Regions from separate parts of the Zea mays genome. Here region 2 is linked to region 1. Evidence: chromatin contacts called from public Hi-C data. All regions are on one chromosome and are shown on one strand. Each heading gives the region's core, a stretch centred on a gene start, on an enhancer-like site or on the middle of the called end of the contact. The rest is flanking DNA. Distances are from core to core; before and after follow the strand shown.

Region 1 (2,821 bases), core at 194-2,693:
CTCTAGGATCTGATAATAAAGCTATACATTCCCACCGAGAAAATGGAACATTCCATTCACCTTGTTGAATCAGCGGCATCTGAACATTTTTTTCCTGGAACAAAGATTCTAGTCTGTAGTCGCTGAACCCTGAACTGCCTCATCCCACCCCCACCCCCTGAGCTTTCTGTAGAAGGTGCAGCTCAAATTCTCGTAGGCATGAGCCTTAGAAGACCCTTGAAACTACAAGCTTTGTGGTAACAATATGGTGTCATGGAACATATGTATTTTGATGTAAAACATTCGCTCACTGACCAGTGACTTCGCCATCTCTGCTTATGTATGTAGAGAAGCTTAGCAAAGGATTGGACTGATACTATTGAATTGTGTGGGTTTCTATTTGTCTCCATTCTGATCTGAATGCGTGTTATCTCGTTTCAAAATTCTGTGTTGTTGCTATCCATTTTATGATAGCTGGAGCTATGTGCCTATGTGTGGTTGTCTCATTACTGGTGTTCCAAGTTTTATGATAGCTGGACCTATATGTGGTTGTATCATTATGCGACTTTAATCTGGCTGTGGCGTATTTTATCTCTATGGATTGGATTGCAGCTGCAGTCCAAACAGCTGCTGCAGCTGTATTGATGAACTGATTTCACTGGTCAATCTATCACGGTTCAATAAGAGGATGATTGGCAAGGGCAGTGTCATGCGGTCATGATAGCGATTGCCAGTTTCAGTCTCCAATTTGTCGGACCGCGTGTAGAGCTGGTACAGCCCCGACGATGTCTTGACCTTCGAATATACTAAAAGTGAAATTCGAGTTTGTTGATCGGTTCGGATGTACTATGAAATTCAAACTCGGTTCAGATGTACTATATGGAATTCAAGTTTTATATTTAGGTGAAAGGCTACGCGGAGATTTGTTTCTAGAGATTCCGAGACACGCAGACAGGAGGATCGAAGTCCAAACGCTACCAGTCTACTGCACTGTCTCTCGTTCTTCCGGCGAAGCCATGGTGTCGACATCGTTGCTCCATGCCTGGAGCCGCACGCCTCAGCACTCAACTCGCCGCGCCCGGTCTGCAGAGACCTGTTCGTTGTCGGGACCCTCCCCGCCATCCACAGACTCAGCATGCCCCCGCAGCGTGCCCACTCCGCGTGCTGACATCTGCGCCGCCGTATGATTCGATCGGACGGCGGGCCGCGTGGGATGACAACATTCTCGTCGTGTGGCGGGTCCCGCTAGCCTCGCCGACGTCCCGAGGTGAGTGAGGAATCACGCCTCTTCTCGCGCGTATAAAAACGATTGATGGAGGCCGCTGGTTATTGTAAGAATCCATCGATTGCTCGAGAGAGGGATATCTGTTTCCGCATCGGCAGCGTTCTCTGCAGCGGCGATGCCGCTCCTCGAGGTGCGCGCCACCTTCTCCCTCCCATCTCGTCCGTCCCCTACGAACCTCGTGGCGCGGCCCTAATTTCGCCGCGTGTGCTCTGCACCGTCGCGCTTTCCTGGGCCACATTGCTTATCTTCTCGCTGCTATTATTCCTTTCCCTTCCAAATTTGGGTCGTGTTAATTCCTCCGTTGTCGTTAGTTTCCCCTCCATTTACGCCGCTGAATTGCGAGGCGGAATCGCAGTTTTTTTTGATAATTCAGTTGTTGCGTTGCTATGAATCGTAGGAGATGATGGAATCGTCGTACATCCGCACGTACCTGCAGCAGATGGCAGGTAAGTAGGTCAACAAATTGATTCCTCTCGTGGTCGTTGTGTGATTTTGACGCGACATGCGTTGCGTGCATGTATCTCTCTGCTCTCTCGGTGCCTCGGTGGTAGCAGCGTCGGTCTCCACGGCGAGCTGCGACCCGTCTAGCGGCGCCGATGAGGTGGAGTGCCGCGACGAGGCGGCGGCGCTGAGGCTTAAGATGGTGTTCGTCGTGGCCATACTCGTCGCAGGCGCGACCGGCGTCGCGATCCCGCTCGTCGGCCGCCGCTGCCACGGGCATGGAGCCTCCTCCTCCTCCTCCACCGGTGGGGCGTTCGTGCTCGTAAAGGCGTTCGCGGCCGGGGTGATCCTGGCCACGGGCTTCGTCCACATGCTGCACGACGCGGACGAGGCGCTCACGGACCCTTGTCTCCCCGCCGCGCCGTGGCGCCGCTTCCCGTTCCCAGGGTTCGTCGCCATGCTCGCGGCGCTCGGGACGCTCGTCTTCGACTTCGTCGGCACGCATATGTACGAGCGCAAGAAGCACCACGCCGATGCGGAGGAAGCCGCCGTCGTCGTTGGCAATGCCAGTGCCAGTGCCAATGCGAGCGGCCACGACGTGATCGTTGCGCTGCTACAGGACGGCGCGCTCGTGGCGAGCACTGGCAGCAGCATTGGGAGAGACGGGGGAGGCCACAAGGACCCCATGCACATCGTGGGGATGCACGCGCATGCCGCAGCACATAGGCATAGCCACGCCCACGGGCACGGCCCATGTGATGACTGTCACGATGGGCATGATGAGGAGCCGTCCCAAGCTCGTCATGTGGTCGTCTCCCAGGTACTGTGCGTTTCTAACAAAATGTACTCTGTTCTCAAAACACACAACAAAAATACATATTTCAATTGCATGATGAAATGATGGTACTTGCTCAATGCCCAACTTCATGAGGAATTGTTACTAGAGAGTGACAATATAATGTGGCATGCATGTTGGAGTTGTGGTCAGTTTAAAATTTTGGCCCATGATAACCTAGAGTGGAAACATGTATGACCAGCTAGAGCCGCTATTTTTTTTAAAAAGGAGAAATTGTAGCGTAAGCATTAGGGCTTGTTCGGTTCTACCCCAATCCATAT
Region 2 (2,821 bases), core at 212-2,711, 570 kb before region 1:
GTACAATAAAAATAGTCATGCCCATGCTAATCACCTCTCATGTGCAATTGTGCACGACAAACATATAGTCATACTTATTATTGCCAGGCATAGCACAAAATAAACAACAGCCAAGACATTGGTTTCCCTCATCAGCACTAGGAAAATGCCGAACAAATAACATAAAGCAAAATGACCATATAAAGTCAAAGGGCCCATTGGCCCAATAGCTATACTATGATGACATATGGATGGGTCGTTGAATGCTAGGATTATATAATTCAGCTTATGGACTATATAAGCATCTATTGACCTGCTTATGGATTATTATAATCTAGGTATCTAGATTACATAATCCACCTGTGTTGTTTGTTTAACTCTCAACTTATTTAAGCTGGATTATATAATCTAGAGGGTAAACAAACAGGACCTAAATACAATCTGGGTCAAGGCAACATAACTACATACTAGCAGATTCGCAAGTGTAGGAATCAGGCACAGGCCAGTTCAAAAGCGAATTTCCCTTCATTCACAAATTCCAACATGGAATTGGTAAGCAAATCACCCAAAACCTAGTTGTGGCAGACCCAATGTTGAATCACAGAATCATGAACCCTGCCAACAAAGGGGCAGCACACAAACAAAATGGCGCAATGAACTCACCTGCTTCTCAGCTACCGTGTTGTTGAAGCTGCCAGGGTCGGTCTCTGCAAAACCAGAGCTCAGATTAGCACAAGCAACTCCAAGTTCAGACATAGGACCTCCATTCTCAACGTCCCCACACGCTCCAACCACCGAGGCCGAGATCTAAACAGCACGGCCACCGACACACGCCACCGGCCCCAGAACCAGATCCCGCGCCCGAACGGGACGATGCATCCCTGGAGTTGGCCAGATCCACGCACCTCCACCGCCCTGCTCGCCCTCGGACTCCGGGAACTCCTTCTCCAGCGCGCGGTCGATCATGTCGGCAAGGCTGCCCTCCTTGGCCTCCGTGGCATTGCCCTGAGCCACCACCTCGCCGCCGGCTTCCGCCACGGCAACCCCATCCCCGCGCGCCTCCGCCTCGGCCTCTACCTCCGGTTTCCCCGCGCGGCCCTCGTGCCCAGCGCCGCCGTCAGCTGCTTCGGCGGCCGCAGCTGGGGAAAATGCGACGGCCGCAGCGAGGAGCAGGCCGCAGACGAGGAACGGGAGGGGGAAGGAGCAGCCCGGGTGGTTGCTACGGCGACGTGTCAGCATCGCCGCCGAGGGGGTGGGGGTTTGGCAGGCGAGCGGGCAGCGCGTCGGAGACCGTGTGGCGGCTGACTGGCCGTGGCCGGCTCCGCTGGGGTTTAAATTTTCTGGAAGGCGAACGGAGCGCGGATGTGACGGTGTGCGCCGCTCGTGCCGGGGAAGGGACGCACGCGCTCGCGCTAGCACACGCAGGTGCAGAAGCAGAGAGCCAGAGGGGGGGTGGACCGGTGGAGGGAGACGCTTGTTTTGTTGGTGACTTCGCCTCCAAGTGTACGTATTTTATTGTTGTCGTGATTTTGTGGCCACGGCGAGCGAATTTATTAGGTACACTAAATACAATACCCGTGTTTACAAGGACACATAAATATTTAATAAAATATCAGTACATAACGGTTACATAAAAATAAAAAACGAATAATATATAGATAGAAGTTGAGAGTTAATATAAATGCTCATGGTGGTTACATTATTGGTTCCGTATGCAAAAGACAATACTTATCTTATTAGACGAGATGTGGGAATAAAATCATATATACGGGCTTTCGCGCACACTCATGGTGATGAGATAAGACTTATCTTATACGGTTGTAAAACGAGACGTAGAGTAAAAATAGATATACGCTCCGCGCGTGACACATGAGTGACGGTGGGATTTTGGGTTGATTTCAAAGAAATGTGAGGGCCTTATGTAAAAGTGATGACGTAGAATAACCGTTGAAACTGGTGATTTAGAGGGTGTTTGAATGTATTAGAACTAATAGTTATTTAGCTAAAATATACTAGTAGAATTAGCTAGCTAATAAATAGTTAGCTAACTAGTAGCAAATTTACTAAAAATAGCTAATATTTGAACTGTTAGCTAGAGTGTTTGGATGTCTCTAGCTAATTTTATCCACTAACCATTATCTCTAGTGCATTCAAACATCATCTTATAGTAAGTAAAGAAAAGGGCGAACCAATTCCCTAAGCCTATAAACTTGTTTGCACAAAATACTGATTCACATTAAGGCTGTCTACAGCAACGTTCTCTAAGTTTCGTTTTCTAAATTAATATTATTTGTTCTTTACGGTGCACTCTAAAAGATAAGATAAAACAAGCCTAATCGCTGTAACTGAATTTTATATCCTGTATCCGCCTCGACACCACATCGTTGCCCTATTGCGGTTGCGGCAGCAGCACTTGGCGGCGGTTGCATGCATGAGCGCCCACTCCAGCTCCAGGCTACACCATCGCCTTCAATTGCCGCTTTTTTCGCTGTGGTCGTCACTGCCACCACACGCTGCTTTTTCGTCGGGAGGCATGGAGGGAGAGGACCGAACTAACTAGGATCCACCACGGATGTGGAGGTGGAGGTGGAGGTGGAGGTGGAGGGGATGCGGGCCAAAGCACCGTTAGATTCATACAGGAGCACTCGCCGCCCCGCTGCGGCGGGGTGCAGGTGCAAAGCGAAGACGCCAGTCACTTTGGACGGCTAGCTGCTGCGATGGATTGGAGCCGGCCTCACTTCAGCCGAGCACCATCCCCCAGCCGGCCAGCCCCCAGCCTCCCACAGGTGGGCATTAATTAATGCATTATTATTATGCGTGATGCTCGATGTCAGTGGTGGCC

Evidence for each region. A called contact is a pair of places that touch in the nucleus more often than the background predicts.
Region 2: a Hi-C map of endosperm shows a contact between it and region 1, with 2.6 times the contacts expected there. The contact joins the promoter of LOC103629819 here to the promoter of LOC100281339 in region 1. A contact is called at or near these places in 2 of 25 Hi-C or Micro-C datasets (endosperm and leaf mesophyll).

Annotation. Positions count from the first base shown.
Region 1 is chr6:114,597,242-114,600,062 of Zm-B73-REFERENCE-NAM-5.0, reverse strand. LOC100281339 reads left to right here and starts at 1,443. Exons shown (of 4, transcript NM_001154257.1): 1 at 1,443-1,710; 2 at 1,819-2,525. The coding sequence starts at 1,665. LOC100279268 (RNA-binding (RRM/RBD/RNP motifs) family protein) reads left to right here. Exons shown (of 6, transcript NM_001152289.1): 6 at 1-387.
Region 2 is chr6:115,171,950-115,174,770 of Zm-B73-REFERENCE-NAM-5.0, reverse strand. LOC103629819 (K(+) efflux antiporter 4) reads right to left here and starts at 1,461. Exons shown (of 20, transcript XM_008650921.4): 1 at 885-1,461; 2 at 643-686. The coding sequence starts at 1,218.